Linked DNA regions of Mus musculus: regions 2, 3, 4, 5, 6 and 7 are each linked to region 1. Evidence: chromatin contacts called from public HiChIP or PLAC-seq and promoter capture Hi-C data. All regions are on one chromosome and are shown on one strand. The core of a region is the stretch at or near the end of the contact, and the rest is flanking DNA. Distances in the headings are between cores, read along the strand shown.

Region 1 (3,311 bases), core at 365-2,864:
GCTTCCTACCAGAAAGACGGCTTTATAAAACTACTCACTAGGCTACCCAGGATAAAGCCAGGAGGCACAAAAACCCTCCAGTCTGAGCTCCACGTGTCTCTCCAAGGACAGAGAGACCCACCCACACACAGTCGCTCAGCCAAGTCCACCAGGGACTTGCAGATTCCTTCCACCAACCTATGCACCTGCATTCCGGGTTCTCTCCCAACTTGCAAGCCACCTGTACTGCCCACTGTTGGGAGGGCACGGGGGGGGGGGCAAGGGATAGTGCCCATCTGTCAAATCTCGTCTTTCATACCCTACTGTATATGTCTCTTCAGCTAGGAAATAAAACGTGCCTCTTCAAGAAAACTGAGCCGCACATGCACACACAGACAGCCCAGAGCCCCAGGACCAATGCTCAGGCAGCAAGTCTTTCCCTGGGACCCGGGACTCCCGGACGTGGAGGACCGACTCACCCAGTCCTCGAAGTGACGGCTCCCATTCTGCAGCAGCTCCTCGAACTGGATGGTGCAGTTGGCCACGAAGTCGTCGTAGCCGATAGGAGCGTCGTGAAAGACAGCCAGCTCGATCTTGCGCCCATTGCACACATCGGTGACGAACTCATCGTGCCAGGCCGGGCTGTTGGTCTTTTGCTTGGTGGCTGTTTGGCCGATGCGCGAGTCGTCCACGTTAAGGGCAATGTAGGGGTCCAAAAGGAACGTCTGTGGCCGGGGTCCCACCGCATGGCGCAGCGACCAGGCTGTGGGCTTCAAGCTCACCGCCTCGCAGATTTTGATCTTAAGAAGGCCATTGAACACTACCATGGTCGGGGCGGGGGTCACTCCGTCCGCCCCGAGGGCAGGATTGAAGAGCAGGAGCAGGCGCGCCGGGAGCCTGGGGGACTCCTGGGTCCCCTCTTGCCCCACCCCACTCACTCGCTACACCTTGTGGCGCTGCCTCCTGGCGCCGCCGATTCTCAGCGAGTGCATGTATTTCCTCGCCGGATTCCTAACGGAAAACAGGGAGGGGGGAGAGCTGGAGACGTCCGTTTTTTTGGAGCAAGTCTCTCCCCCCCACCACCGGCGACACCTCCACGGCAGGAGACGAGCTGTCGCCTCCGCTGCAAGCCGCGGGGGCTGCCTCGCCGCCTCGCTGGTTCTTCGGGTCCGTGTGCGGAGAAGCAGGCGCCGCGCCCGGCGCTCACCTACCTTTCCGAAACATAATCCCCGGGCAATTTCGACTCCCGGAGGGGGAGGGGGCGGCGGGACGGGGCGGGGACGAGAACCGGGGGCACAGATTTCAACCCGGATCCTCTTCGCCCACCCAGCGCCTGCCTCGGACGGCGCGGGGCGGAGGGTGGACTGAGGGATGTGCAGTCTATCCGGAGGGATGCATGTCGAGAGGAAATGGTCCTCCCCGGAGCCAAATTTTTAAAAAATCCACAAGCCGCACGATCAGCCCCGCCGTCACCTCCCGGGTTAAGCAGAGTCGCGCCGTAGCCGGCGATCGCGAGGCGCCCGGTGCCTGGGATCTCACATCCGCGCGGGCTTGGGAGGTAGAGGTGGCCGCCACTTGGGTTCGGGGCGCAGGCCGGCACCCGGCGGTGCGCAGCGCGGCGGCCGGGCAGGGACTGCGACTCCGCGCGGCCCCTCCTCCCGCCCGCCGGCGCCCGCCCGCCCGCCGCGCTCCCCGCGTCCGCGCTCTCGGCTGCCGCCGGCTCGCCGCCCGCCAGAGCGCTCAGCCCGCGATCTGCTTCCCTCGATCGCTGTGCGAGCGATTCTCCCTCCCTCTAATGCAGGAAATGCGCAAAAGACGTCAGTGTGTGTGAGTGTGTGTGTGTGTGTGTGTGTGTGTGTGTGTGTGTGTGTGTGCACGCGCGCGCGCGCGCGCCACTGTTTGGGGAAATAGAAAGTTTTGCCGGTTGGGGGAGCAATACGGGAAAAGTGAGCCGAGCAGAAAAGAGCAGGAGCGGGCCGGCCGGGTCCGTTTGCCGTGGCGCGCGGGGGAGCTGAGGAAGGACTCCGCGCGGAACCCAGGAGTGTGGCGTCGCGGAGGTGCGGGAGCGACTGTCGCAGGCCGAGTCTGTGCTCCTCGGATCTGCACCAGGAGAGCGGGGTCTGGACCCGGAGAGCAGCGGGCCGCGCTTTTCTCTCGCACCCTGCGGCCAACACTATCACTTAAAACTGGGCCTGGTGGAATGGAGGGGGTCGCAATGTCCAAGAAGACTAATCACCTTCCCCCACTCTGCCTGGACTGCGGCGGTCACCAGTCGCCCGCGGAGAGCTGGCCTATTTGTCACTCTGCCCTGGGATTCTCTACTGTGCCGCGATGGGGGAGGGGACACCCGGACTGCTGAGCCCTTCGGCTGGGTGTGAGTTTTGAAACCCTCTTTTTTTCCCCCTTGAGGAGACTCTCCCCTCTGGGGATTTGTTCTGGGCCTGATTGGGTTGCGAGAACTTGTGGAAGACTAGTAGAACCTGGGCCCGGCCTGGTTCGAATGTCTGTTTATTTCTCAAAGTGACTCCTCCTACTTATGCGGGACCTTGTGTGTGCCCCTTAAGAGGACAAGGCTTGATCCGCGCCCTGACAACCGGCGTTCGGGCTGCGGGAAAGCCCGATGCGTCCTCCTGGGGTCCAGTGGCTGTATCCATACTAATTTCCTCGGTAACCTTTAAACTCTCTGGAAGCAGCCGCGACGGCGGCTGGTCACGTGAGGCGAGCCCTGGGCTGCTGGGGAAGAATTTCCTGGGCCAGGGACCAGGACCGGGAAGGCGGGCGGCAGGGAATGGCTCTGTGCCGAGGGGGACTGGGAACCTGGGAGCGCCGGGCGGGGCGCGCCAGGCCCCGGGCGCCGCGCAGCGGGAACTTCCAGCCTGCGCCCGGGAAGGGGTTCGTCCCGCAGCTCTCCGCCGTGTGAGTGGAAAAAGAAAACCTCCGCCCTCACCCGAGTGCCAAGGCAAGTCCGGCTGTTCGTTCGGATGGTGAAAAGCTAAGTGTTTATCTGGCGACTCTGATAAGTGTGGATCAAAATGTACAAACCGCATTCCATTCACTTTTTCCTCTGTGGAAAAGGGTTATCATTTCTTGTAGTTTAAAGATGAGAAGGCAGTCTCCAGGAATGACATACCAAGTACAGTACACACACACACACACACACACACACACACACACACACACACAGAGTTCAGGGGTTTGAGTTCAGGCAGATCTCCTCCTAAAGTTTAAGTGTGCAGTCACGCCCCCTCCCCGTAGCTCACTTACTTTCCTGACAGCCAGTCCTGTTGCGTGGGATAAAAATGCACCTTTGCTATACAGATGCTGATAAAAAT
Region 2 (3,734 bases), core at 725-3,224, 550 kb after region 1:
AGGCTGGGGATCAGGTGACCTGGCAAGGTTTGCACATGGTATCTCAGCCACCTCCTTCTGTCTATGTGACCACTGGTCAGGAAGAAAGAGGAGAGATGACGAGGCTCACTGCATAGTCACCGTAGCAAGCTGCTGGGGGAGCCTAGATCTGGGAGACAGAATATGGTACATAGGGAGTTGAAGCCAGGGCTAAGATTAACAAGCAGGAGGCTATGAGGCTTTCCTGGCCAGTCAGTGCCCTTGGACTACATTTCCCAACTCTTTCCACACCATTGCACAGTTCTGCTCCCAGCCAAGCATTGGTGAAGTTTTCCATCACTATGCATTTTATAACAGTGGAGACATTACACTTTCTCTGTCTTCAAAATCAACTCCACTCTTTGTTCCCCCACCCCCCAGACTTCAGCTGTCTCCCACAGTGGTAGACTAGCAACAGGAGGCCAGAAACCTAGGGACTCTGGACCTAGGGGAGGATGCCCACTTTTCCTACCATGGGTACAACCCCTGTCATGCCCAACATCCCCCAAAAGATACAGAAACTTTAGAGGCCACCCTGAGTAAGCGCCCAAGGCCTGAAAGCTCATAATGTAAATAACTACAATACATAATTAAAGCCAAAATTCTCCATACATAAAGCAATATCATAACCCTGAAACAGACTCCCCTTGTCCAAAGAACTCAGAGTGTCTTTCCTGCCTGCGGCTACCACAGCCTCTGGGCCAGGCCCGGGCATTTATTTATTCTTAGGTATGTTGCTTGTGAGAAGTTGTAATCTGCATCTTGAGGCCGGCCTCCCTTTGTGAGGCTTCTGTAACTATGGAAGTGTGATTTACGCAGATTTGTCCGGGTCAGAGACATCTTTCCCTACGCACTGTGTATATTTAGACAGGATTCGGACTGGTGTTAAAAAGTGTATATGTTGAATGGATTCACACACAGTAGCTAACAATGCCCACATTGTCGGCCCATGTACAACGCGTATTGAAACGCAGCGCCCAGACTTCAACTAATCTGCCCTCAATAAAGCTGAAATAATTATCCTAAGCTGCCTTTCCAGAAGAAAAATCATTGAGGAATTCAAAACTTTTTTTAAAAAGATCTTTTCTACATTCCGATGCAGATCTGGGGGCGCGGCGCCGGGTACACACCACTCAGGAGAGCTCAATGAGGGAGAAGTGGAAAAAAAGAAGTTGTGGGAGAATTTAAACGTGAACCCAACTGGAGGCTGGAGCCAAAATGGTCGCAGGCCCTAAATCTCAAGCTCGGATCTTTCTTAGGCCTTGATCCGACAGTGCCAGGTTTTAAAGGGCCGAGGAGTGCAAACTCGGTTTGAGGGTGACACCGAATGTTTGGGTTAGGCTAGGGGACTATACTGGCTCTTTAGCAGGGGGCAGCTCAGGGGCCTAAACTCGCTGACCAGGGCAGAATAATGTTCACCCTAAAAGGTAGATCCGTCGAGCCCCACTTTTGGCGGTCTCTCTCTCTCTCCAAACATCTTCATCTGCACCAGGAGTGCTTTTCCGCTCAACTGCAAGGCTCTGGGCGGTCGCTCTTTGCGGGCCCAGAAAGAGCCCAAAGGTTGGGACACAAAAACAGACACTTCATCTTTTCTTCCGGACCCCTTTCTCTTGTAGGGGGAAGGATTATAGACTGAAAGGTGGGAGGGAGAAGGGGCAGGAGGAGGAAGCAGGGGGAGGAAGGAATGAAAAGGGGGAGGGGAGTGGGTATTGTGCCGCGTGTGGAGGGGGAGAATTCCTACGGGTGGGTTTCCGAATATTGTGTTCAACTTTTTGAAAGCAGCTCGTGACCCCGAAACTGCATCCCCCGGAGCCGGGGACCCAGGCGCCAGGCGGGCGGGTGAACCCGGCCAGTCCCTCCCAATCCCCGCAACCCCCCGCCTCCGAGTGGGGGGGATCCAGGCCTGGAGGGAGGCTGGGCAGGTGCCGAGGGCTGTGCCGACAGCGCTGAAATCGAAAACCCTCGCCACTCATGAAGAACTGAGGCAAAAGGATCACAGATGCTGCTCGGGGCCAGCCCTATACTCCCTCCAGTGCCTGGTCTCCGGTGGACCCGCGGGGCTCTGCAGTTCTCTGGCGGCCGCGCCTTGTAAGCGCTAAGCCGGGAGGAGGGCGCAGGCAGGGCGCACAGCTCTGAGCGCGACCCTACCCGGCTCGGGCCCGCAGCAACCCCGACTGTCCGAGAGCCTCTCCCCAAGCAAGGCTCTGCGCCGCCCTCTGAGCCCACCTCCTGGCCACAACGCTGCCTGCGCTTCTCCAGCCCAGGCCGGAAGCCCTATGCTGCCTCCCGAAGCCGGTAAGTTGAGAGTCCTGAAAGCTGAGCAGGGAGGCGGGGCGGGTGGTTCCTGATGCGTTTTGTAGGACTGGATCCCGCCGAGGCTCCGCAGGGTCTTGATCTAAAAGGTTTGGGTGTGTGCATTTTTGGAGAGGGTGTCTGTGAACCTCTGGAGTCTCCCCAAAATCCCATTCGCTGAGCATTGGTGAGAGGAGCTGGTGCAAAGGACCCAGGCTGCTTTGCTCCCTGATCTGGGGTGGGTAAAGCGAGGGCTCGGAATGGAGCCCAGGGCACTTCCAGAGTGGGTGGGATGCTGAGCACCGCCTGCACTCCGATACTCTCAGAGCCACAAAACCCTAGGGGATTGGCTTGTAGGGCCTCTAGATCTCTTCTCTCTCTCTCTCTCTCTCTCTCTCTCTCTCTCTCTCTCTCTCTCCTCTCAGACTCAAGGACTGGGGACTTGGTGGATCTATGGCATTGGTACCCACAGAGGTCACCTGCACAGATAAATCTGTCGCCACCCTTCAACCCTGGCCTACCGGATCTGCGGGGAGAAATGCAGCATTTGAATTGGGGAGTGTTCAGTCCTGCTCTGCGGGGCATTTATTTACAAATATCAGCTGCAACCCAGCCTTGATAACGTCTCATACAGTCAGAGGACTTTGCGGGAAGCACACTTCCTCCTTGTTTGGGGCTACAGGGAAAGCCCAGGAAAGCGAGTCCCAGAAGGCCTGGGACAGCTACACCCAGTTCACCCATGCTCAACCCGGAACAGCCGACCCAAACGGTCAGGAAGGTTTGTCCTGGGGGCAACGCCTCTTCCGGGCTCTAGGACATTGGAAGACAGAGAGATTGCTGGGTAGCGGGTGGTCTGGGCCTCCCCGCAAGCTGCAAACGAAGGAGCTTGGAGCAGACCGCCAGGGAGGGCGCAGGGGAGCGCAGTACTCAGGCGGAGAGGCCCCGAAGCCCTTCAGGGACTCCGATTACTTTCCTTTGAACAACAACAACAACAACAACAAAAACAACAACAACAACTGCTCCCTCCCCCTTATATCCCCTCCCTTTTTTAGCCTCCGGGCACCAGGCTTCCACGTAATTGTCCTTCTGGACAGTAAACACAGCTCAGTTGCCTCAACTTTCCTGGTGCATAAAAGTTCCCGGCGTGAGGGGAAATTTGAATATTTGATCAGCCCCTTTGAGTGACCCTCATTAGCCTGGCGCCCTGCTAAGGCCCCACCATTGCAAAAAAGCTGCTGGGCCCGGCATTTGTACGCCTTGTTAGCGCTGCTTAATGAAGCCGCCCCGACGGCTCAAAGGCGGCCTCTGGGGCCGGCAGCGCGCACCTCTCGGCACCCCGCTCTGCCTAATGAGCCCCGCCGCCCGCTAAAGGCCCTTCCACCCCCCACATCCTCAAACAAGAGGGGTTTGGCTCCGTCTAGGAC
Region 3 (3,455 bases), core at 335-2,834, 680 kb before region 1:
CCAGTTTGTTTACAGCACACGGTCCTTCGACTATGACTGCTTTTGATGATAGCTTGTTGATGGTATGTGAGCTGCTGAGTGAGACTGAGTCTATAAGCAGTCTTTCTCGATCTCTGTGTGTTAAGGTTTGGCTCTTAAACGTCAGAGAATTTCTTCCTTTTTATTCTCTAGGCATATTTGAGGTAGAGTGATATTTCTCAAATATTTTGGAGAATTTAATGCTAAAGATATCTAGGACTGAAGTTTTCCTAGTGGTAAAACTTTTATTTAAATTAAATTTGCTGGGACTGGATCGATGGCTCGGTGGCTAAGATCCTGTGGTGTTCTTGCAGGGGGCCAGAAGTCAGCTCCCAGAGCCACAGCAGGTCACTCAACCATCTGCAAAGTCTAGTCTCAGGAGATGTGACACTCTCTGTGGCCTCAGTGGGCACTGTGTGCATGCTGTACATTTAATCTCTCTCCCTCTCCCCCTCCCCCTCCCTCTCTCTCTCTCCCTCCCTCCCTCTCTCTCCCTTTCTCTCTCTCCCTCTCTCTCTCTCTCCCCCTCTTCCTCCCCCTCCCCCCTCTCTCTCCCTCTCCCTCCTCCTCCCCATCCCCCTCTCCTTCTCCCCATCTCTCTCTCCATACACACACACACACACACACATATAAATAAGTAAATAACAATTCATATAATTCTTCTTCTCCTGATTATTTTCAAAGAGACTATTTTACTTAATGTAGCAGCACCGTATTGATTATATTAACTTTAATTTTAATTTCTGTTATTAACTAGTGCTGGTTCTTGATAAAAAAAAATCTTGCTAGCTGCTTACCAATCTTATTGTTATATTTAAAGGACTGACTATGGCTTTGACGATTTTCTTGTTTCTGTGTTACAGCTGCAACTGAATTCTACCAGCTTTGAATTATTGTTCACATTAATACTTCAGAGATATTTCTATTTTGTTTGTTGTGTTTGCTTTTCTTCCTTTTTTCTTTTTTTTTGGGGGGGGGTGATGGAGTTCGAGACAGGGTTTCTCTGTATAGCCTTGGCTGTCTTGGCACTCACTCTGTAGACCTCTTGGCCTCGAACTCAGAAATCCGCCTGCCTCTATCTCCCGAGTGCTGGGATTAAAGGCGTGTGCCACCACGCCAGGCTCTGTGTTTGCGTTTCTTGAGATACTCTTACTCCACAACCCAGGCTGGCCTGGTACTCCTGGCAATCTTTCTGCCTCCTCCTCCTCCTCGTCCTCCTCCCCCTCCTCGTCCTCCTCCTCCTCTTCCTCCCCCCCTTTCCCCCTCCCCCTCCCTGCTGACATTACAGATGTGAGCCACTCTCTCTGCCTGGTTAGGAATGTCCCTGTTTGCTTACTTAGTTATTCTCTGGTGGTGCTGAGGGCTGAAACTAGGCATATTGAGGAGGCACCCCACCATTTAGCTCTTTCTCCTGCTCTCCCTGGCTCCCCACCCCCTGCTTCTCTCTCTCCTCCCTGTCTTCTTTCTTACAATCCATGAGTTATTTCAATTCCGTACTTAGTGATTCATAAACTTACATGTGGTTATTGATTTGTGTCATCGTTTCTCTGTGGCCGGGAAGTATATTCTGAGTCATTTTAAACCTTTGAAATGTGTTACGGCTTGCTTAGAGCTGGTATTGTGGCCTTAGGAAATTACCTTATGCCTCTCAAAATGCCTAGTTTGTAGTTATTGGGTAAAGTATATTTCAATGCACTCTTGTTTCTTAGTTAAGAACTTTTTAACCTATTTTTTTCAAGGTCATATTTAGATAAACAACCAAGTTCAAGACCAGCATGGGCTACAGGAGACCCTGACTCAAGATTTTTTTTCTTTCTTTTTTCTTTTATTTTTATTTTTTATTGGATATTTTCTTTATTTATATTTGAAATGTTTTCCCCTTTCTAGGTCTCCCCTTTGGAAACCCTCTATCCCATCCCTCCTCCCCCTGCCTCTATGAGGGTGCTCTCCCACGCACTCCCATCTTCCTGCTCTGGCATTCCCCTACCCTGGGGCATCAAGCACCCTCAGGCCCAAAGGCCTCTCCTCCAACTGACGTCCAACAAGGCCATACTCTGCCACATATGTGGCCAGTGCTATGGGTTGCTCCATGAGGATTCTTTGGTTGGTGGTGCAGTTCCTGGGAGCTCTTGGGGGCTTGGGGCGGGGGGGGGGGTCTGGCATGTTCACATTGTTGCTCCCTCCATGGGGCTGCAAACCCCCTCAGCTCCTTCAATCCCTTCTCCAACTCCTTCCTCCATTGGGGACCCCTGCGCTCAGTCCAATGGTTGGCTGCAAGCATCCACCTCTGTATTTGTCAGGTTCTGGCAGAGCCTCTCAGGAGACAGCCATATCAGGCTTCCATCAGCAAGCACTACCCAGCATCCACAATATCGTCCTGGTTTGGTGACTGTATATGGGATGGATCCCCAGGTGGGGCAGTCTCTGGATGGCCTTTCCTACAGTCTCTGCTCCACTTTTTTTTTTTTTTTTGTCTCCATATTTCCTCCTGTGAGTATTTTGTTTCCCCTTCTAAGAGGCCCTGAAGCATCCAAATTTTGGTCTTCCTTCTTCTTGGGCTTCATATGGTCTGTGAATTGAATCTTGGGTTTTCTGAACTTTTGGGATAATGTCCACTTATAAAGTTAATACATACTATGTGTGTTCTTTTATGACTGAGTTACCTCATTCAGAATGATATTTTCATGTTTCATCCATTTGCCTGCAAGTCTCATGAAGTCATTGTTTTTAATAGCTGAGTAGTACTCCATTGTGTAAATGTACCACATTTTCTGAATCCATTCCTCTGTTTAGGGAGATTTGGGTTGTATCCAGATACTGGCTACTATAAATATGGCTGCTATGAACATAGTGGAGCATGTGTCCTTATTACATGTTGGAGCATCTTCTGGGTATACACCCAGGAGTGATACAGTTGGGTCCTCAGGTAGTACTATGTCCAATTTTCTGAGGAACCACCAGACTGATTTCCAGAGGATTGTATCAGCTTGCAATCCCACCAGTAATGGAGGAGTGTTCCTCTTTCTCCACATCCTCACCAGCATCTGTTGTCACCTGAGTTTTTGATCTTAACCATTCTGACTGGTGTGAGGTGGAATCTCATCGTGGTTTTGATTTGCATTTCCCTGATGACTAAGGATGTTGAATGTTTCTTTAGGTGCTTCTCAGTCATTCAAGTTTCCTCAGTTGAGAATTCTCTGTTTAGATCTGTTCCCCATTTTTAATAGGGTTATTTGGTTCTCTGGAGTCTAACTTCTTGAGTTCTTTGTATATATTGGATATTAGCCCTCTATCAGATGTGAGATTGGTAAAGATCTTTTCCCAATCTGTTGGTTGCTGTTTCGTCCTATTGACAGTGTTCTTTGCCTTAGAGAAGCTTTGCAGTTTTGAGGTCCCACTTGTTGATTCTTGATCTTAGAGCATAAGCCATTAGTGTT
Region 4 (3,315 bases), core at 445-2,944, 540 kb before region 1:
TAGAGATTTGGTTATCATTGGCCTTGGGTTGAACCAGATAAAATATTTCTGAGACCATGTTTTATGTGGCCCAGGCTGGCCCAAACTTGCTATGTAACCAAGGATGCTGAACTTCTGAGCCTCCTGTTTCTACCTCCCAAGGGCTGAGATTACAGGGGTATACCACACCCGGTTTATTCCATGCTGAAGATTAAACTCAGGACTTTCTACACACTAGGCAAGAACTCTTCCAAATTAGTTGCACGCTTAATCCTCAACCAGATACTTTCTTCACATGTTCGTATGCCACTCCCAAGATTCCAGCCAGGGCTGAGAGGAACTGGATTTATGCCTTACAACCACCTCTCTGCTGTTTTAAGACTGATTTAACTGATTATCTAAGACAGGCAGTGGTGGCACATGGCTGTAATCCCAGCATTCCAGAGGCAAGTAGATCCCTGAGTTCAAGACCAGCCTGGACTACAAAGATATAGAAGTTCTAGGACGGCCAGGGATACCCAGAGAAACCCTGTCTCTAAAACCTAAAACCAAAACAATAACAAAAACCTGATTACCTGTGTGTGTGTGTGGAGGGGGAGGTGTCTGTGCCATGTTGTGTGTGGAAATCAGAAGACAGCTAGCAGGTGTCAATTCTCTGAGTCCTGGGGATTGAATTCAAGTACTTAGGCTTGGTGGCACGTACACTTTCTCCACTGAACCATCTCATAGCCTGGGTCAAGTGTAATTTAAAGAGTTCTCCTAATAAAAATATTCAGACACAATTAACAGTAAGAATTTTTTTAATTTATTCTGAGAACTAATCTAGTATTAAAAAATTGCGCTTTACACGTGTTCGAAAGGAGAGGCCACAGCCAGGAACAGGCGTGAGGAAGTGAGCGTCGAGGTTATTTATAGCATCAAAGATTTGGAGACAACATTTTCATGTGTTGTTTTTGATTCTCTGAAACCTGGGAGAAGTTGAAATTGGTCAGGAAAGCAAGTAGGCAAAAAATTTTAGACTTGGGCCCAAGGGTGGAAGTCTCTGTGTGAGATTGGTGCCTTCTGTTTGCAAACCAAAGAGGAGTTATTTGGGTTTACTCCAGAACAAGGTTTGTTTGTTTGGTTGGTTTTTTTTTAAAGGACACAGAGACACGAAGAACAGGAAACAACCTCACAGGCACTGACGTCCACATCTGGAGAGGCTGAGCTGCCAGCAAAAACTCTTTGTCTACGAACGGTACACCTATAGAGACAAGGTATTTGCTCATCCCCTTAGCCATAGACACCTCGGTTGGTTCCTCTGTCCCTCTCAGCTATTAGGGAACCGGGTCGCCCTCCTCCTGCCGAGCTGCATCTACTGCTGTGGGCTCTGGAACCTTATGTTGTTTGTTCTAACTAACCGGATTTTGTTTAGACACCAAAGACATTGCATCAGGCCAGTGGTTCTCAACCTTTGGTTTGAGACCCCTCTGAGAATTGAACAACCATTTCACAGGGGTCACCTAAGGCCCCCAGAAAACACAGATATTCATAGTGTGACTCATAACGTTAGCAAAATTACAGATACGAAGTAGCAACAAAAATTATTTTATGGTTGAGGGTCACCACAACAGAACACCATAACAACCAAAGGGCCACAGCATTAGGACGGGTGAGAACCGCTGCATTAGGCAGTTAGGGTATTTCCACTCTAACAAAGGAAGACGTCACCAGTGACGGCAAAAGCTACCCATAGGTCAGATGGGAGGTGTGAGCACAGGAAGGCTGATGTAAGGCTCCCAGTTACTGCAGACATCTATGCTGCAAACGTCTTCAAACCCTCTAACCTGGAGTTTCCTGCAGAGAGCCAGGCAAGCAGGTGACCCAGTACAAGGAAGGCATAGATTCTGAACATATCCAGGGAAAGAGACACAGTGGCCAGCGTGGCCATGATGGGCAGACAAGTCTGGTTCTCTAGAAGATGTTCAAATCGCCAAGACTCTGTGCTGTGACGGTTGTTCGTTTGCTTTGTTTTGTTTTTGTGTCTGCCTGTTGATGTGAAAGGATATGCTACAATGAGAAGGCAGGAAAACTCTGAAATGGAAGGGGATAGAAACACAGAGGCCACTGGTCCAATTCTGAGCTTCAGCGCTTTGGGTGTGTTGTTTTTGTTTGTTTGAGGGCAAATATAGGGAAAATGACCCATAGGGAAAGAATGCAGAGTGCAGTGCCAGTCAAACTTGCTGGAGAGGGGAGCTGTATGAGTTGAGAAAGTCACTGATGGATTAATGTGGGTGGTGGTGAATTAAAGGCCTTAATGATGACTACAAGAGACAATAAGAATGGCTACAGTCTTTGCCTTAAGTTATTGGAAAGGTTGCTAAAACGTAGAACTACTAGAGAGAACAGAACAGGGAATAAGTGGACACACACACACACACACACACACACACACACACACACACACATGGTTGGAAATGCTATCCAGTAGTGGACATTCCAAGCAAGACTTGAGTTAAGAATAGCATTCAGGAGAAAGGCCTGGACTGATGCATACATTTTGGGGTCAGCAGCCTCAACATAGCTAAACCTGGGACTGGATGTGGTCAACCAGACAGAGAGTGAGCATGGACAGAGAAGCTAAAGAGCTGAAGCTTAAACCCTGCCGTCCTCCAATACTCAAAGACTGAGAAGTGAAAGCTCCAAAGGAGGCTGAGAGAGCAGCCAGTGATCCAGTACACTACCCAAGCAGCGTCCCGAGGGCAGAGATCCCACATCTGCTCTCTTGCTAGCTTGGACTTGCTTTCCTGTCTGTGGCTGGGTTAAGTATCCCAGAGCACCGATGGGAAGCCCTAAGGAACGTCCCAGGGTTTGAGCACAGTAGCCACTTGGGCTTCACACAAGCTGTATGGCTGACCTAGGACAATCTTTTCTATTGAGCAAACAGTACTTTGGTTTTCTCAAATCGGAGTCTCACTCGAAGTGTAGCTCAGCCTGATCCTAAAATCGTGAACCTCCTGCATCGTCCTCTCAAATGACAAGTAGGCTAAATCCAAGAAAGACACCTCTTCTAAAACCTGTGCGTGCCCTGGAATCTCACAGCCGTCTCTTCGCAGTCTCTGAGCAGCATCCACATAGGTCCTACTGTTTATTCCTCAGGGGCACTCCATGCCCTTCCCAGCCCAATTCCATTCAGATTTCGACTCTGCAGTGGAAAGGAGTTGGGCATGGTTTTCATGATGTTCTTTATTTTAGAGTTGAGGTCACAGATGTTGGAAACCCAGCCAAAGGTAGACAGGAAGCTGGAATTAGGATGCAGGTATCCAGACCCAAGACCTATAATCACAATTACAGCAG
Region 5 (3,598 bases), core at 422-2,921, 560 kb before region 1:
CTGACCTTGGGCAGCCCAGCACATGTTTATAAGAACTTGGCCTCTGTTGCAGAGGCGCCACAGCCCCAGGAGTGCTTAGGTCCCTAGGGGAGGGAGAGGAAGCCCATCGATGGCTAGGGTTTCCAGGAGTTGTGTGGTCAGCCCAGACTGGCACCCAGAGCAGGGGTGGAGTCAGGGAGAGGGGTGGCTGCTCCTATTCTCTTAGACACAATGCCTCTTGAGCCAGCCATTTTTCTATAATGAAAATGAGACTTTTCCTCCTATACCAGCCTCTTGCCTACAGGAAATCTGTATCCTAGAAGTCCGCAGCTGTGAATACAGTCTATTAAATAGCTAGAAGCATGGTAGAGGTTGCCTTTTGAAGGGTTCTAAAGCCTTCTCTGCGACCAGAGAGGTCAAGTAAGGACTGTTGATCATTCTGCATTTCATTATTGAGACCTAGTCTGTACCAGCTGCTGGCTACTGAGGACTCTTGAGGGGAATACAGCCAGTCACGGCCAATGGGACCTGAGAATGCATCAACTTAGAACTGTACTATGGCCAGACACTGGCTGGTGGATTTCTGCACCAAGTGTCATAGATGCAGTAGATGGAGTTAGAGTGGGCAGGGGGGAAAGTAGATAGAGGCTCCACAGAGAATGTGATGTGGTACAAACTCTCAGAGGAAGAGACACATGGGAGAAACCTGGGTCTGAAGTCTGGACCTACTGAGCCCAGAGCCCTGGGTCCCGGAAGGGGACCACAACTGGAGAGATCAATTGGATTCAAGTGATGTGGATGTCAGTAGACATCCCAAAATGGATATGATTTATTTATTTATTATATGTAAATACACTGTAGCTGTCTTCAGACACACCAGAAGAGGGCATCCAATCTCATTACAGATGGTTATTAGCTACCATGCGGTTGCTGGGATTTGAACTCAGGATCTCAAGAAAAGCAGTCAGTGCTCTTAACCACTGAGCCATCTTACCAGCCCAGCCCAAGTGGATACAGTTTATCCTGGCAAATCATGGGCGCCACTGAAACACAGATATGGCTACTCCCCTATGACTGGGGTGGTGGGCACATTGCTAAGAGAAAAACCAACAGGAAGTTCACTTTTGCCAGCCAGACTTCCCAAGCTGGGCACAGTCCTTCCTCTTTTCTTCACCTATAATGCTCTTCCCAGGGAGCTGTCTGCTCCTCTCTCCTCTTATCCATCTCCAGGCACCACTTATTCCTACTGTGTGTATGCTGCACTTACTATGTCTGCTGGTCTTTGTCAGTCAGAGCAAGGATGTTTGTGGTCCTCACTCCCAGCTCTCTGCTCCTTGCTCTGTCCCCAACAGGCAGATGACACTCAGCAATTGTTTGTGGATAGCGTGAGTGAATGGATGACTGACTGACTGAATAAATGATTGATTGAATGAATGAATGAATGAATTTTTTTCCTCAACACAGAGCCCTAAGAAGATGCACAAGAAGCAAGAAATACCTTCTTCACTTGTGGGAATCAAGGCAGGAAGGAATGCCCCCACCTCTGCTCTAAGCCTTCAAGGTCTGTTTTTGGTCCCAGCGTGGTGGCACAGTCCCCTCCCCATGCCCAGCAGGGCACTTGGCATAGCCCAGGGCGACGTGCCACTCCTCGGCAAGCACTTCCTCCTTCAGTGGGCCCCGCCCTGCCAGGCTGCCTGCTCTGTGCCTCCCGGAAATGCCTCCCTGCGAGGCCGGCTGGCTAGGTCCTCCCAGAGCGACAATGGCTTGCAGGAAGGGCCAAGCAGAGGAGGAAGCCTGGGCGGGGCTTTCTAGGAAGCGACCTTTGCAGGCCTCCTCTCAGCTTGGGGTCACCAGGGCCTTTGGTTGCTTTGTGCCAGTCACTATGCTCCCTGCCAAACCCATTTCCACAGCCACAGGAGACCCTCTGAGTAGGGCCCATGACACTGAAACTATCCTGGTGTTCCTGTATTGATTCATAGCTTTAGATTTAATTTAGACTTAAGTGAAAAAGAGAAAGCCACAGCATTCTATTAGGATTGTTACGGGGCACTCTCACAAAGGCTGCTAATTCATCCGATTTTTTTTTTTAAATAAAATGATCGGAGGCAGTGTGAAATCTTGGCTGAAATTTTAGCTAGTAAAAGTAGGAGTGCTCTTTATTAATTTTTTCCCCCACTTTTCTGTAACCTTAAAAGTATTTCAAGCCCCAGGGTAAGTAGCACTCCCTTTTAATCCCAGCAGAGGCAGGAGGATATCTGTGAGTTCAAGGCCAGCCTGATCCAAAGAGAGTTCTAGGAGAACCAGGACTACATAGAGGAAACCATGTCTTGAAAAAAAACAAAAAAACAAAACAAACAAACAAAAAAACTAAATCCAAACCAAACAACAAAACAATGTACTTCCAATTAAACCTGAAGTAAAGGACTGGCAAGACGGCTCAGCTGTGAAGAACATAGATTGCCATTGTAGACGAGCTGAGTCTGGTTCCCAGCGCCCAATTTCCTGGAACTCTAGCTCCCAGGAATCAGATGTGTCTGGCCTCTGTAGATAGCAGCAGTTACACAGGCACATACTCACGATTTAAAAGTCTTTTAAAAAGTGAAAGAAGCACCAGGAATAGCCAGATTTGAATTTTCTTTTCCATGACGACCTCTTGGAGGTTTCCTGACTTAATGTCCTGGATTTGACCTTTGGCAGTGGTCTTCAATCATCCGGGAGAGCAAGGTGCCATGGTATCCTCTGGAGGACAAAGGAACTTGCTTGCTTTCTCCCCCAACCTTTTCTTAAAATTTAGGATCAAAGGCATGCACTACCACCTCTAGCAAGATTAGTTCTGTGCTCTTTTTGATTACATGTATGTGAGTGTGTGTACGTGGAGGAGCGTGTACGCAGGTGGGCACAGGCACCCACAGAGGGTCCTCTGGGCCTAGATTTGCAAGCTTGGGTGCTGGGAACTGAATTTGGCTCCTCTGCAAGAATAGTCTATGCTCTTCGCCCGTAAGCCCCTGAGTCATCACACCAGCCTCAAGAAGGAGCTTTCTAGACTCTCTGGAGTCTCCAGAGCTGTACAGCTGCTTTGCTACGCAAAGGGTCAGCACTGGTTACTCGGCTTCCTGTAGGGTTTATTTCCATCCTATCCTCTGGACCTGTGGTGTCGGCCCATGAAGGAGACAGTGAAGAACAAACCTGAAAGCCACCAAATGTGTGTTTTCCTGAGACCTGGAAGGAAGGAGAAGAGCAGAGGCTGAGAAGATGCTGGGACTCACTGGATCCTCTGGGTGAGGGAATGCTGGGTCTCACCGGATCCTCTGTGTTCATGAGAGTGTTTTATGAAGGCTCCACTAACTGAAGATTGCAGTAAGAGAGACTTGAGTAACCCCAAGATGACACTAGGATATGTTCACATCTCTGTCTGTTCACATCTCTGTCCGTTCACACGCTGAGAGGACCTTTCTCCAGAATAAATGCCTAGGCTCTTCCAATAAGACCCTTCTCTCTCATTGGACATTTACATCTGATGAGAATGAAGATCCTAAGCATATTTTGATGTCTTAAGACATCTGAAATAGGTATAGAGGGTGGAGCTCAGGTGGCAAAGTTTCTCTTAGCATCACACAGC
Region 6 (3,256 bases), core at 521-3,020, 630 kb before region 1:
CCCCAACCATGCACTCTGTGTGTCCTGGACTACCAAGTCCACCTCTGCAATCTAAGCTCAGCTCTTGTTCCGGCTCCTGGCTGTTATCCTCAGACCACAGGCTATGCCCTCTTCTTGTTCATTATTTAATGTCAAATATGTGTGTGCTTTAGAAATCTGGATTTAACCAGGTGTGTTAGAGCAGGTCTTTAATCCCAGCTATCAGGAGGCAGAGGCAGGTAGATCTCTGTGAATTCCAGGCCATCTTGGTCTACATAGTGAGTTCAAGTCTAGCCAAGGCTGAGTGGGTGGGCCAGGACCTCTGGCGGGCCCAGGACTGCTATGCAACTTGCGGGATTTGTGCAAAGTAAAATAAAAACGTGGAACCCTCTGCTGAAAATTTAAGCTGAGCTCAGAGCCCAAGACCTGGCTAGTACGAGGAGGCCGCACCCCACCCAGGGTGGTGCTGGAAGGTTCTACCTCCTCCCAGGCTTCCTTCCTAATTCAGGGAAGCTGAAAAAGTGCCTTTTCTTCCTTTAACAACAACAACAACATCAACAAAAAGTGTTCAGAGGGTGTCAAAGCTGTCGCTCCAGAGACCACGTGCTGAAGACTATCCCCCACGTCAGGAAAACCAGCCAGTCTGGGCAAAGGGTGCCTGACCCCGGAAACATGCCCGGAGAAGGTTTCAGCTGCATTTGGGTTATAGGGCGAGGTGGCTACTTTCTCCAGACAGACAGAGGCTAGTGCTGAGGCCTACTGAGAATTTATTTTCACTTCAGCTTCTTTGATCTCAGTGGCAACACTGACTTCAAAATCTGGAGTAATCCCAAGACAACCTATCGGGGTTAACTAGACCCAGAGAAAATAGTTCTGCTTAAAGTTTCCTGTTTTTAACAGGCCCGGCACAGCCAAGCGGCCTTTCCGAACTGTCCAGCACGCTTACTTCCAGGAGGTGGCGAAATTGGCTACAGTGGCAGGTGGACTGCCCTTTAGAGAGGAGGGAGAAGGGTGTCTGGGGCCACAGACATGGAACATCTTGAGACTGAAGTCACAATGGCCAATAGCACCCTCCCCCACCCCTTCCCTGCGACCCTAGAGCAGCCCAGCTTGGGTGTGGCCCCTTCCTTCAGTGGAACTATTTGCTCTTTTAGCACCTGCTTGTCCTCCTGGGAGTCTCTGAAGGAACTTGGCTAGGTCACTCCCAGCCAAGAGGGAGGCAGACATCCCCCTGCTGCACCCAGAGCCCTGAGCCTCCTGTCACAATTCTGCTAAAAACTGCTATGCCTGGCGGCTGCGCACACCAGACCTCCCTCCCTCCCTGCAGTTACTAAGGCTTTTCCTCCATGGCTTCCCTGGCTCACAGCACTCATTACACACTCAGTCCTGTCTCAGGGAGAGCTGGGGATACTGCAAGGAAGGGTGCAATTCAGGAACCAACAAACTGCCAGGAAGACATCTGTCGAAGAGCCTAAGCCCCTCCTGGGGATGCTGATAACAACGGAGAGCAAACCATTGGTACAAAATAAAGTAGGTGCTTGCTAAGGAACTGGGCTGGGTGGTCTAAATAGCTCAGGTTCTACATCCTGGCCATTTGCTTCCCAGAATCTGTCAGGGTTCGAATCTCAAAGAACTGGTATAGACGAACTGTCTCCTTTGAGAAGGACCACGAAATTCTTTAATGCTAAAAATAGCCCCAGTAAACAGGCTTTGATGGCTCCCACCGCCAGGATATGTGCCGCTGAGAAGGCTGTGGAGGGCCTTTTCCGGAGCACTGCTCATTTCCTTTAGGCAGCACCGCCCATGTTGGGTGGCACACCAGTATGGTAGAGCCACTTGCCTTGTGTGAACTAGCAGGTGGCAGAGCAGGTGGCTTCTAACTGGGTCTTTGAGGCCTGGCTGTGCCAGCCGTAAGGCTGCTGCTTTCTTACTTCACCCGGATGATCCTTCTAGATGTTTCCATCTTCAAGAAACTCCTTGTTCCTAACAAGCTCCGATACAGGTTTCCTACTTCCCTGGTGCTTGCTACTTAGTTATCTCCGCAGGGTCTTTCCTTTCAAAGGCTGTGCACGCGTCTTCCGGGCATACTGACGGCAAACATAAAGAGTGTGGGCCACTTACTGTGCCTTATGCCGCACTGTGAGCAGGCTGGGGCTATCTCACACTTTCTGCAGAGTGATAGATCTCAGCTGGCCTTGCTGCTGCTCTCCTGGTGTGCCCCACAAGTCCAGCATTGGAGATTTTTATTTTGTTCTTTTCACACCTGCTCCCCCACCCTTGCTTGCTGCGCTAGCCTTCATAAAATGCTATGGGGCGCTACAGTCAGTGACTGTCGCTGACTGGCCAGACTCTTTGCTTTAAGAGAATGCTATAAGCAAGGTTAGACTTTCTTGAAGGGACCGCTGGCTGCTCTCAGCCAGTAACATCCTGGCATGAATCATCTTACTGGCCTCCTTCCAAACAGGACAGAAAAGGCCTTGATTTTGAGTATAGGTGGGGCCGGGGGAGGTGGGACAGTAAAACAATTGGGCTGAAAACCAGGGAAAACAGGTCTTACCACAAGGCATAGGAGGGCACAGAAATCACATCTGCTGCTGTAATTCTGTCCCCTTTGTCCCACTTTTCCTGAGAAGTCATGGTGAAAGCTTTAAAACCATGTCCTGGATTTTAATGTCTCAGGGATCGGAGAATCATATCCTGAGCAGACTGTGTGACTTCACTAGGCAAATGCCAGGAATAAAACATAAACAAATTCAAATCAAAATAATCAAAAATAAACTTGACATTTATGTCTAGAAACCTGGCTTTGTGCTGATCTCCAACTCTGCAGTAATGAGAATTTGATTTTTTTACATATGAGTCTGGGAAGCCTCAAATCAGAATTGGGGCGAATGCACATTCTATACATTTACTGCGGTCTAAAGCTCTTGGGACGCAGAAGCGACTCCACTTCAGCCCCAGAGCGCAGGGTTCATCTGGATTTAAGACAATCAAGTGATATTTCCACCCATGTTCCCGCCACAGTGTGTTCTGTCCTCCTGGGCCAGTGTGGAAGCAAGTATCGTAAAGCTATTGTTTCGGTTTGTTTCCTGTGATATGAATCTCAACTGTGGCCCGACTCAGCCTGGAGTTCTCAGCGCGGAGGCTTCCTCCCCAACATTCCCACACACTGCAGCCTACTGTGAAAATCAAAGGAAGTGTGCTGCTAAGTAAAGAAGAAACTGGCCCTAACGCTAAGCCTGGTATTTTTTAGGCGTTTGAACTCTGAGGTATACAA
Region 7 (3,606 bases), core at 829-3,328, 610 kb before region 1:
AGACAGCAAAGCGCAGGAGAAAGGTGGCAAGGCAGAGTGGGGTGACTAAGTGTGCACACTGCCCCACAAGTGATCGGAGGCAGCACAGCAGCCAGTTAGATTCGGCCCATTCTGTTGGCCAAGCTTTGGCCACACTGGACAGTACATATGAGAATCTCTCTTTTGACACCATAGGCAAGAGAAATGAATGTCTTTGTTAAAAGCTCCAAGTACAGCCGTGTCGGCTGGGCTGCTGTGGGCCGTATTCCGGCTGGGTCCTCAGAGACCTTGTCAAGGTCTTCTTGCTGAAGCACAGGTCACACGTTACCCACAGGATGAAAACAATTCCTTAACCAGGCTATACCCCTTGGCAGACTGCATGGGTATTTCATTTATTTCCAGATGTTTGCCCCTGTCTTCCAGCTGTGTCCCTTTGCGCCCCCCCCCCATACATGTAGATCCACATGCCACATCCTGCCGGCCATCCAGCGAGGTCCTAGTAGTTGTGCCTTAGTAGAGGGTCTTCTTCCTTCTGACCTTCCAAGCTTTAAGGTCCAGCATAACCTGCCACCCTGCAGAGGCTCCCTCAGCCACTCTCCGCAGTCCATGTGGATGCCTCCTCCCCGGCCCAGGCCTGAGCACTGAGACTTGATTGATCCTCAGCTGTGAGGTTCTGGCCTTTCAGTTATTCCTTATCTTGGGGGGGTCTCCTCTGAGGGACAGGTGGAAGGCAAGCTTATGAATTACACACACACACACACACACACACGCACACACACACGCACAGAGGCAACAACAGCATCAGGTAGCTCTTTCAGATGTGACGTGGCCAGCTGCTGAGAAGGTTAGACAAGCCACACTCCTCCAGCCTCAGGAGCAGGAAGCCAGAGTCCTAATGCTTTAGTGCTTTCTGGCAAAGAAAAAAAAATGGTAAAGAGAAATAACGGTGACTGTATCCAGGTTATTTAACACCCAAGGGTTCAACTAACTTACCCACATATCCTGAAGCTATTCTCACACAGACATGGGTACCTGTGCCTGCTACCTACATTCAGGTGTTTTAGGGAGCCAGCTGCCAGTCAGCCCTCACTAGGGGAACAGGTCCAGACAGAAGCCACTCTCTCCCCACCTGCGGAAGTTCCTGTCTTGATCCCAACTCCTTGACATAATCGAGCAATCTACCACTCGCTGCAGGCCCATAGACTGTATGCCACAGATGTGGCTGCCCTCTTTAGTCACTTGGCAGGGACGGTGCTAGGGCCTGACCAGGGCTCCCACCTCCTTTGGTGAGGTAATATGGAGGTGAGAAACTAGGACAAGCCACACACCCCATAAGCACGCCCCCATCCCTTAAGAAAAAAAAATACCACCAAAACAAACATGTATACAACTGAAACCACAACCTAAAAATCGAGAAGTAGATTTATGGGATGGCCAACCTTAAGACAAACTCTCTCCATCACCCGATTCGCCTTTAAAACTCCACACTCCACCCCCAACCTTCAGTTCATACCAGACCTAGACACACGTGCCACGCCAGGAGCTGGTGAAGCCGGCTGTTTCTCTTATCTGTTTACCTGCTAATGCAAGTCTCTGCTACTGGGGTTGTCAACGATCTCTGCAAATCACGTTTATTAGGGATAATGTCGTTTTTACATCATTACCCAGCCCAGCAGTTGAAAAGAAAACAAGTTGGTACTTTTTTTCTGTGCAACACTCTTTGTGCCTATTAATGGTGACAGGTGACAGGTGACAGGTGACAGGTGACAGGACACTGGCTTTCCATGAGATCCTGGTGAAAGGCTCAATGCTCCATCTGTCCCCTGGCCAAGCAGTTGGAGCACCCAGGACCTCCTCCCAGAGCTACCGAAGCAGGGCTAGATTTCTAGGCCTGTAAAAATCCCTGCCTTGGCCATCAGGAAGAGATATTAGCAACTCAGCTCTGCCTCAGACACAGCTGTGTAGCCTTCAGGCCGGATCTCTCGTTCTACTGTGTGGAGAGCCACAGAGAAAGGCTGCCAAAGGCCCACTCAGACCCTACAGCCCCAGAGGCTTGCATGCTACATTCTACCAGCATGGGGAGACCTGAGTGGAGGGGCTGTGTTGTGTGACCCTGGAGGCTTGCCTGAGTTGTCACTTAGTCTCGGATATCCCAGCCCTGCTGATGGCTGGAGAGCAGACACACAACCTCTTTGGAACCGCCCGGGACAGACTTCGGTTGCTCTCTTTCCTTAATTATTTTTAAAATGTCAGTTGCAACTTCAGCTTCATGGAAATCGCTTCTAAAGGCCGCCAGTATTCTGACAAACACACTGTCCTTTCCCCTGTGGCAGTCTGCCAAATCTCACAGCTCTGACTATGCTACCTAGAAAAAAACCGTTCCAAAGCAACTGGAGTCATAGAGCATCCCTGGGCAGGTGAAGGCACCTGCTGCCAATCTGAAGCCGTGAGGCGTTTGATCCCAGGGACCCAGAGGATGGAAGGAGAAAACTGGCTCCCTTGGCTTATCTTCTGGCTCCCATGCGTGCACTGTGGTGTACTCTCTCTCCATCTCTCTCCACAGAGTTAAAAAAAAATCAACAACAACAGATAAGCATCACCCTTACTTTGCTAAAATAAAAAGTCAGTGGTCCTGTGCATTTATGTAACTTTGTAAGCTGCACAGCTCTTTGGAATTTAAATCCCATCAGGTATTTGTGAGCCATAAGCCTTCACTTACTGAATAGGTACTTACTACAAGTGCAGACCTACTAGGTGGGAACACTGCCTCTGTGAGGAAGCCAGTGTGGGAGCCAGACAAGCAGGCAGCCTGGGCCTGAGGGCCTGGGCACTTGCATGCTCTGATCTAGGACAACCTACTTTAGTTTTCATTACAGGTCTCTGTTCCATGGAGCACTTGGAAGGAAGAAACGCTTGTAACGTGCTCAGAACTGTGTCTGATGCCTACCGAGCACTCAAGTGTTGGAGCCAAATGCTGCTACTGCAGAAGTCAGTGGTAATAGGGACAAAAGGGGGTACCTATCTCAGAGTAGAAAGGGAGGAGGTTGCTGGAGGGTTTTGTCTTTTGAGTTTCAAACAATAAACAGGAGGTGTTAGCCAGAACACAGGGCAGTGCCAGGCCTGGGGAGGCTCAGGCTGTGGGTGTAGGCTCCTCCATAAGCCCACACCTTATGAATCAGCTGACCTTCAGGGTGGCGGTTGGGATTGAACTTGAGGTGTCCCAAGGTGCCCTCAGCCAGGAGCAGAGAGGCTCACTGAGCCACGGGCAAGCTCTGTTGTGGGATTCCTTCTGTTTTTGCGTTCCTATTGCTTCAACAATAAAATGATTGTGCACCCATTACAAGAGGAGATTATCTCCATGGGCACTGAGCCACGTTAGTGCAAAGACCTAGCCTTGCCAGCACCGAGATTCCTGAGGTCACAGCTAAGCTGCCAAGTCTAGAGAACTCTCCGTCAAACCTTAAAGCCACCAGAGAAAATGTCCTTTGTGGGATGACTGTATTTACAGGCTAAGTGTACTGAGCAGGTGCTGGGCTGGAGGTAGGCTGGGTATGCATGGGGGCCTATCCATCCAGTAAAGAAATCTGTGCAGGCCTAGGAAGGAAAATTGAGGAAAAACAGCTCATG

Evidence for each region. Promoter capture Hi-C pulls out the DNA fragments that hold promoters and counts their contacts. HiChIP or PLAC-seq counts read pairs in DNA pulled down with a chosen protein or histone mark.
Region 2: an H3K4me3 HiChIP or PLAC-seq map of embryonic stem cells shows a contact between it and region 1, with 55 read pairs. The contact joins the promoter of Six3os1 here to the promoter of Prkce in region 1. A contact is called at or near these places in 4 of 39 promoter capture datasets (embryonic stem cells and stem cell-derived epiblast-like cells), 10 of 484 Hi-C or Micro-C datasets (all in embryonic stem cells) and 7 of 115 datasets of contacts at active chromatin or transcription factors (all in embryonic stem cells).
Region 3: a contact with region 1 is called in a FOXA1 HiChIP or PLAC-seq map of pancreatic cancer cells. The contact joins the enhancer-like site here to the promoter of Prkce in region 1. A contact is called at or near these places in 2 of 39 promoter capture datasets (the SN4741 cell line and second pharyngeal arch cranial neural crest), 2 of 484 Hi-C or Micro-C datasets (Th1 cells and cortical neurons) and 13 of 115 datasets of contacts at active chromatin or transcription factors (the NIH/3T3 cell line, craniofacial prominence, embryonic basal ganglia and 9 more).
Region 4: a contact with region 1 is called in an H3K4me3 HiChIP or PLAC-seq map of embryonic forebrain, with 3 times the contacts expected there. The contact joins the enhancer-like site here to the promoter of Prkce in region 1. A contact is called at or near these places in 2 of 39 promoter capture datasets (the HPC-7 cell line and hippocampal neurons) and 5 of 115 datasets of contacts at active chromatin or transcription factors (embryonic forebrain, embryonic stem cells, large pre-B cells and 2 more).
Region 5: a promoter capture Hi-C map of the HPC-7 cell line shows a contact between it and region 1, with 4 times the contacts expected there. The contact joins the enhancer-like site here to the promoter of Prkce in region 1. A contact is called at or near these places in 7 of 39 promoter capture datasets (the 3T3-L1 cell line, the HPC-7 cell line, hippocampal neurons and 2 more), 2 of 484 Hi-C or Micro-C datasets (B cells and the Ba/F3 cell line) and 9 of 115 datasets of contacts at active chromatin or transcription factors (bone marrow-derived macrophages, craniofacial prominence, embryonic stem cells and 5 more).
Region 6: a contact with region 1 is called in a promoter capture Hi-C map of liver, with 3 times the contacts expected there. The contact joins the enhancer-like site here to the promoter of Prkce in region 1. A contact is called at or near these places in 16 of 39 promoter capture datasets (the 3T3-L1 cell line, 3T3-L1-derived adipocytes, the C10 cell line and 10 more), 4 of 15 datasets of contacts at CTCF or cohesin (embryonic stem cells, large pre-B cells, pro-B cells and 1 more), 53 of 484 Hi-C or Micro-C datasets (the AML12 cell line, B cells, the Ba/F3 cell line and 34 more), 23 of 115 datasets of contacts at active chromatin or transcription factors (the 230-238 cell line, astrocytes, bone marrow-derived macrophages and 16 more) and 3 of 9 other capture datasets (adipose tissue, embryonic stem cells and liver).
Region 7: an H3K4me3 HiChIP or PLAC-seq map of forebrain shows a contact between it and region 1, with 3 times the contacts expected there. The contact joins the enhancer-like site here to the promoter of Prkce in region 1. A contact is called at or near these places in 9 of 39 promoter capture datasets (the 3T3-L1 cell line, 3T3-L1-derived adipocytes, the C10 cell line and 5 more), 1 of 484 Hi-C or Micro-C datasets (granulosa cells), 10 of 115 datasets of contacts at active chromatin or transcription factors (astrocytes, craniofacial prominence, embryonic basal ganglia and 6 more) and 2 of 9 other capture datasets (embryonic stem cells and liver).

Annotation. Positions count from the first base shown.
Region 1 is chr17:86,166,088-86,169,398 of GRCm38.p6, reverse strand. Prkce (protein kinase C, epsilon) reads right to left here and starts at 1,614. Exons shown (of 15, transcript NM_011104.3): 1 at 459-1,614. The coding sequence starts at 806. Gm5817 (predicted gene 5817) reads left to right here and starts at 1,914. Exons shown (of 2, transcript NR_165800.1): 1 at 1,914-2,938.
Region 2 is chr17:85,616,636-85,620,369 of GRCm38.p6, reverse strand. It overlaps Six3os1 (SIX homeobox 3, opposite strand 1), which reads left to right and starts at 1,974. Exons shown (of 4, transcript NR_038085.1): 1 at 1,974-2,313. It also overlaps a transcript of Six3 not described here.
Region 3 is chr17:86,848,995-86,852,449 of GRCm38.p6, reverse strand. No RefSeq gene overlaps it. Among named protein-coding and RNA genes, the nearest start is that of Tmem247, 67 kb to the left of the region's middle. Within about 2 kb of position 1,584, at least 15 of the 459 cell types and tissues checked have an H3K27ac peak or open chromatin away from gene starts, as enhancers often do. A contact at or near this core is called in Th1 cells and pancreatic cancer cells, where this site is marked.
Region 4 is chr17:86,708,395-86,711,709 of GRCm38.p6, reverse strand. No RefSeq gene overlaps it. Among named protein-coding and RNA genes, the nearest start is that of Gm52297, 40 kb to the right of the region's middle. Within about 2 kb of position 1,694, at least 25 of the 459 cell types and tissues checked have an H3K27ac peak or open chromatin away from gene starts, as enhancers often do.
Region 5 is chr17:86,730,369-86,733,966 of GRCm38.p6, reverse strand. No RefSeq gene overlaps it. Among named protein-coding and RNA genes, the nearest start is that of Epas1, 22 kb to the left of the region's middle. Within about 2 kb of position 1,671, at least 230 of the 459 cell types and tissues checked have an H3K27ac peak or open chromatin away from gene starts, as enhancers often do. A contact at or near this core is called in the Ba/F3 cell line, the HPC-7 cell line, bone marrow-derived macrophages and 6 more, where this site is marked.
Region 6 is chr17:86,800,570-86,803,825 of GRCm38.p6, reverse strand. The region is part of intron 2 of Epas1 (endothelial PAS domain protein 1); the gene reads right to left. Among named protein-coding and RNA genes, the nearest start is that of Epas1, 48 kb to the right of the region's middle. Within about 2 kb of position 1,770, at least 79 of the 459 cell types and tissues checked have an H3K27ac peak or open chromatin away from gene starts, as enhancers often do. A contact at or near this core is called in the N1E-115 cell line, the P5424 cell line, Sertoli cells and 12 more, where this site is marked.
Region 7 is chr17:86,780,658-86,784,263 of GRCm38.p6, reverse strand. The region is part of intron 1 of Epas1 (endothelial PAS domain protein 1); the gene reads right to left. Among named protein-coding and RNA genes, the nearest start is that of Epas1, 29 kb to the right of the region's middle. Within about 2 kb of position 2,078, at least 23 of the 459 cell types and tissues checked have an H3K27ac peak or open chromatin away from gene starts, as enhancers often do. A contact at or near this core is called in forebrain and liver, where this site is marked.